2 separate regions of the Hordeum vulgare genome follow, and region 1 is linked to region 2. The links are chromatin contacts, called in public Hi-C maps. All regions are on one chromosome and are shown on one strand. Each heading gives the region's core, a stretch centred on a gene start, on an enhancer-like site or on the middle of the called end of the contact. The rest is flanking DNA. Distances are from core to core; before and after follow the strand shown.

Region 1 (2,976 bases), core at 368-2,867, 64 kb before region 2:
TTTCACCGCATGTCAACAAACCATTCGCGGCCAACACAAGGTGGATGGATGGATCCCTTCCCTAGTGCCACTACCGGTACTACTAATGTACATTTGACCAAACTGATCGGCAACGGCAAGATCGAGGTTCGTCCCGGCATGGACAGGACACAGAGACACGCTCCTGGTCCTAGCTTAGGTACGTAGCTTTACGTCCGGCCAGGTCACCCCTGGGCCATTGGCCTACGGAGGCCGGCATGTAGCAATCAGTAGCTCCCGTTGTGTACGTACGCCGACACGTACGAAAGCTACCAAGGTATGTCGAGCTAGGCGATGTAATTAAGTTGCTGGCTGGCTAGGACCGGTGGTGGGCGGCGTGTGGCATGGCGACAAGTGGCGTCTCGAAGGGGGCCAGGCGGTTGTCGCCGAGGCGAGAGCGGTAGGCCGCCTTCTTGTATTCTCCCCATGTGAAGTCCCTGTAGAGGGGCAAGCTCTGCGTCCCCGCCAGCAGCTGCTGCAGCGGTGCAATCCTCTGCGCCAGCGGTGGCCCGGCGAAGTAGATCATCGACACGCGGGACTTGAGCCCGTTGCCGGCCACCACCCGGTGCCGCACACTCCTCAGCCTCCCATTCGTCAGAACCTGCACCGACCCGACCGATTCGTTAATTATAACTATTCTCTTCTCCTTGCTGCCGTACGTCGGTCGTCCTCCGTCCGGCCGCCGGTGAATGAATGAACGAATGTAGGGTGTACCTGGAGGGAGTCGCCGACGTTGACGAAGAAGGCGTCGCGGTTGGGCGGGACGGACACCCAGCGCCCGTCGTGGAGCGCGACCTGGAGCCCGGCCGTGCCGTTGGAGTGCAGGATGGACACCAGCTGCGGGTCCGTGTGCTCGCCGAACCCGGTCACGCTGCAGTTGGGCGGCAGCCCCTGCAGCAGCGGGCAGGGCGGGTAGTGGTTCACCCGGAACACCTGGTCGCTGGCCTCGCCCGTCACCATGTCCGCCAGCGCGCCCCGCGGCGACACGCCCAGCCCCTCCGCCACCATCTCCAGCACCGTCCTCGCCAGCCCGCGCATGGCGGACACGTACGCGTTGATCGCTTCCCTCAGCGCGGACGACGGCGCCGGGGAGGCCTTGGAGAGGGTGTCGCGGTCGATGGCGAGGAGCAGGTACTCGACCCACCCCATGTCACCATTGCGCCCGATGCGCTTGCTCCCGTATCCGAACGGGTCGGCGGGGCCCGACGCGTCCTTCTCCGCCTGCGTAGACGCGAAGAACCGGACGGCCTCCGCCTCCAGCCGGTCCACCACGCCCGCCGGCACGCCGTGGTTCACGACGCTGAAGAACCCGAACCGCTCGCACGCGCGCACCACGTCCGCCGCGGCGCCGGGGCTGGACAGGTCCACGGCCGGGACGCCCGAGAAGCTCTCCCACGGCTCAGGAGTCCTCATCAGCGCGATCTGCTCCAGCGCCGCCGGCTTCGCGAGGACCACCATTGCCAAGAAAGAAACAGAGGAGAGCTGAGCCAAGCAAAGGAGAGGCAGAGCAAAGCGATCGGTCCCGGAACCAGACACCCCGTACAAGCTACTACTATCGCAACAGTGGAGCACTGGTGATAAGAGCTCGAGGTGTGGTGGCGCACGAGTGGGAGATGGGAAGTGAGGGCGGTCATGGCGCGTATATATAGTGGTGGCGGGAGGAAGGAAGGCTCGAGGTGGCAGTGGCAGTTGCCAGTGGGCGCGCGCGGGGCCGGTGCCGGCGACGTACATACGCGCGAGAGGAAATGTGCTGAGAAACGAATGGGAGAGAATGGACAACGTTGGTAGGAGCTGTTGAAGCCGTGTCGTGCGGGTGCACGCATCGATCGACTGACCTATCTCGCCCGCCTTTTAGTATTCAAGTGAGCCCAGAGTTGCCGCGAACTGAATCCCGGGCGTGGCGATTAGCCGGGAGGGGCGACGTGTGCCGATGCCATCCGCCGGTGAACTGGGGTCCGGGAATGAGGAGGGTGATGGGTCCTGTGGCCGATGCTACGCTGCTCAATCATATGCATGGACAGACGGTGTTCCTGTACTCAGGTTTTTCTTCCTTCTTCTTTCGAACTCGTGCTCATATACGTACCTTGTTGTCGATGGCTTCCTACCTTTCTTCTTTCTACAGCTGGATTTCACAAATTCGGTTCATTATATGTTCGCGGACGTGTCCGAACATGTCCAGACTGCCTTTTACTATATCTCGTGTCCGGTAATCACATACCTTAAATTCGGACTCTCAAATTTATATAAATCCATCCACCTTCATCATACATGTCAAAGTCGCACGTAAATAACAAATGTTCGTAGCAAAAAAACATTGGTCTTACATAAAAATTATTTTGAGTACACAACTCAACCATTAGCTCTTTGGTTTCGGATGCTCCCACAAGGTTTTTTTCTAAACATATGTGAATTTAAAAACAAAAAAATCAGAAGGATCGGAGCAACAAGGGACCTACAAGGTGGCAAGGCACGCCCTTGGCTTGTCGTCGACTCGTGAGGCTTCTAGACTCTCCCCGAGGCTTCGCATGTGTCTTCTGATCCTTAAAAAATCGTCAACTTTTTTGATATGTTTGGTACAATTTTTCTGTAAAACAAAAAATAATAAGAAGAAAACAACCGAAATCATGCACTGGGTTATTAGATTAGTTCTTAAAAATGATATAAAATAATGTATAAAACATAAAACATTAATAATATAGTAGCATGAAATAATAAAAAAAATGTTAGAGGCGTATCACCATCTCCATCCCGCCCATCAAGATCCTGGAAAGAGTACATTGAAGACCGCATTGTAGCCGTAGTTACATGCCATGCGCGCCATGCGCGAGTACGTTGTTTGCGCAGGACCACGAACGCGTAGATGGCAAGGTGTATGCCATGGATTTAATCCGTGAACATGCCGCTTGCACCGCAACTAAAACCATGTTCTCTTCATCCTCAATTCAAACCCATCCAGCG
Region 2 (2,700 bases), core at 149-2,648:
CGACGTCCTGGAAGTTTGTCGGCCTGATCATGAACCCATCGAGTTAGATCAGCTATCATTCCATTCCAGTATGGGGCGCATTAGCCAAGAAGTTTTCTAGCCAATTCGAGTAAATAACGTAAAACTACTAGTTTACCGGCTAGGGTTTCAAAAAACCATAGATTTTTATTTTTTTTCAGATAATTACCATACGCGTGGTCGGTTGTTTCAAAAAATCCAAAATCTTGGTTGTTAAAAAATTAAACAGGTTCATGACAATTTGGACCCGCACCTAAAGGATTCGTCGATTTGACCATTTGCTTGATCGTTAACTTACATGTGGGTCTCATATGTCAGGGTCTGCAAACTTTTCAACAAAGCCAACATGTCCGTGCAAACTTTTCAAAAACTTAATTGGGTCCGTGCAAAATTGGGACCAGCAGCCAAGATGTCACCGTGGAGATCCTTTCCATCGCGGGCAGCGCGTGGAGCTCCCATTCGTCACCATCAGCAGCCATTGCGTCGTCGTGGAGCTCCCTTCCGTCGGGGTGGCACGTGGAGCTCCCTTCCGTCGCGACCAGCAGCCATGGCGCCGCCGTGAAGCTCCCTTCGGTCGCGAGGTGGAAGATGGGGCGACCGGCGCTCGTGGAAGGAGCCCACCCCGACGAGCCCTCACCGCGCCACGGGTCCCTATGTGGCTTCCTTGTCGGCGCCACCCGAGCTTCCTTCCCGGTCATGCTGCCTCCTCCTTTCACGGCCCACCACCCCACGCGCATGACTCCTACCCGAGCTGGATCGGGATCATGTCGCAGCCGTCCCACCTTCTCCACCCCACCCCAGCGCTCCTTCCCTCGTCCCTCGCTTCCCCGGGAGCTCCTCTGCCATGGGCGCCAGGAGCCGGCGCGGCTGGGCCCACGCTCACACCCCCAGCGGCCAGCGCTCCATCGACCTCCTCGGAAGAAGAGAGGTAAGAGGAGTCAAGAGAACGAAGAAAAGAGATGACATGTGGACCTCACGTGTCAGTTAACAGGCAAACAGACTATCAAACAATCAGTTTTCTTACATGTGGGTCCCAATTGTCATAATCACGATCAATTGTAAAGCACTGAATGTTTTGGGTTTTTTGAGACAGCCGACTACGCGTTTGATAGTTATCTAAAAAATATAAAAACCGATAGTTTTATAACACACTAGCCTGTAAACTAGTAGTCTTATGCTATTTACTCGGTCAACTCAGACATGTACTATCTCTAATTAATCGGTTTATTTATCAGTGACTTGAATTAACTCCCCCGTCAGTGTCAGTTGGATTGAAGACAGCGCTTGAAAAGCTAAAAGGATGTTGGCTGAGACGGACCTCAATGGGTCACTCCGCACGGGCGTCACAGACGCAATGTGCACCGGATGTGATCCTTCACCGTCCCTTTCTCATCTTCACGCCAACTGAACGCGTATACGCCGCTGCTCTGCCGGTGAACACGCGCAACAGTCGGTGTCAAGTTCTCAGCATGCGCTGCACTACCACTCAAGGGTGAAGGCTAACGTGTATCCTAAAACTCGTAGGATTAACAAGTCTAGGCAACATCTAGATATGATATACTCCCTCCGTTCCTAAATATAAGACATTTTAAAGATTTTTTTGTAGACTACATACGAAACAAAATGAATGTATCTACATTTTAAAATATGTTTATATACACTCGTATGTAGTTCATAGTGCAATCTTTAAAAGGTCTTATATTTAAGAACGGATGGAGTAGTTATTACACATCTAAATGATAAATCAAGAATAAAAAATAAAAAGGAAAAAAGTATCCACACTAATCTTCACCTAAGATCAACAATTTGGGACTTAGATGTGTAATATTATGTCACATTTAGATGTGTTTTAGCAAAATCGTTTTTCTATAGAAGGTTTTGTGCTTGGTTCTTTTGTTTTAGTTTTACCGACTTTGGCTTCGACTTTAATTATGTTCTAATAATGTCTTCTTTCAATCATAAATTGTGTTAGACTGTGTTGAAGTTGTATTTATTCCGAGAGTGCAATTGTTGGGTGGTATTCTTATATGTTTCAGCCTCGATGTGATCCGATAGTTGTATGACCCCCTTGGAAGCTCCTATTCCACGCTAAACCATTGAATTCCTTCTATAATGCTCATATGGGCTGACACAAAGCTCTTGCTCGCTTAGTTCGTCTCCGTACTTCGTCTCTTGCTTAGTCTTTTTAGCTTGCTCCACTGCTAGCTCAGGAAAAAACGGCTATCATTGTTTACATGGAAAAAAGTTTGTTAGATCAAAAGAGGTTCATAGATTTAAACATAAATCTTGGAATTTTAAAAGGTTGTGATTTAAAAAACCTTGAGTTTTAAAAAAGTTGAGAGTTAATAAAAAAAGCTTCACTAATAATGTTCACAGGCTTTTTAAATATTTATGAACTTTTAAATACTTATGAATTTGATTTTTTTGATAAATTTGAAGATGCTAATTGATTTAAAAAATGTTCACTGTTTTTAAATGTTCATGAATTATAATGTGACAAAATAAAATAAAAATAAACAAAGATAATACTAATGATAAAAGAAATAAAAAGAAAACTGAAAAAGAAAAAAATTCAGGAAAAACGAATAGAAAAATATATTGAAATCAGTAGAGAAAACACACACAAAAAAAAGTAGAACACAGTAGAGAGCCTTCTTAAGACCGGGAAAACCGGCCGACCCA

Evidence for each region. A called contact is a pair of places that touch in the nucleus more often than the background predicts.
Region 1: a contact with region 2 is called in a Hi-C map of leaf, with 2.2 times the contacts expected there. The contact joins the promoter of LOC123416361 here to the enhancer-like site in region 2. A contact is called at or near these places in 3 of 6 Hi-C or Micro-C datasets (leaf and seedling).

What each region holds. Positions count from the first base shown.
Region 1 is chr1H:478,971,937-478,974,912 of MorexV3_pseudomolecules_assembly, reverse strand. LOC123416361 (gibberellin 2-beta-dioxygenase 3-like) reads right to left here and starts at 1,617. Exons shown (of 2, transcript XM_045106793.1): 1 at 733-1,617; 2 at 1-619. The coding sequence starts at 1,476. The coding sequence ends at 335.
Region 2 is chr1H:478,908,014-478,910,713 of MorexV3_pseudomolecules_assembly, reverse strand. No RefSeq gene overlaps it. Among protein-coding and RNA genes, the nearest start is that of LOC123416361, 64 kb to the left of the region's middle. Within about 2 kb of position 1,398, at least 2 of the 3 cell types and tissues checked have open chromatin away from gene starts, as enhancers often do. A contact at or near this core is called in leaf, where this site is marked.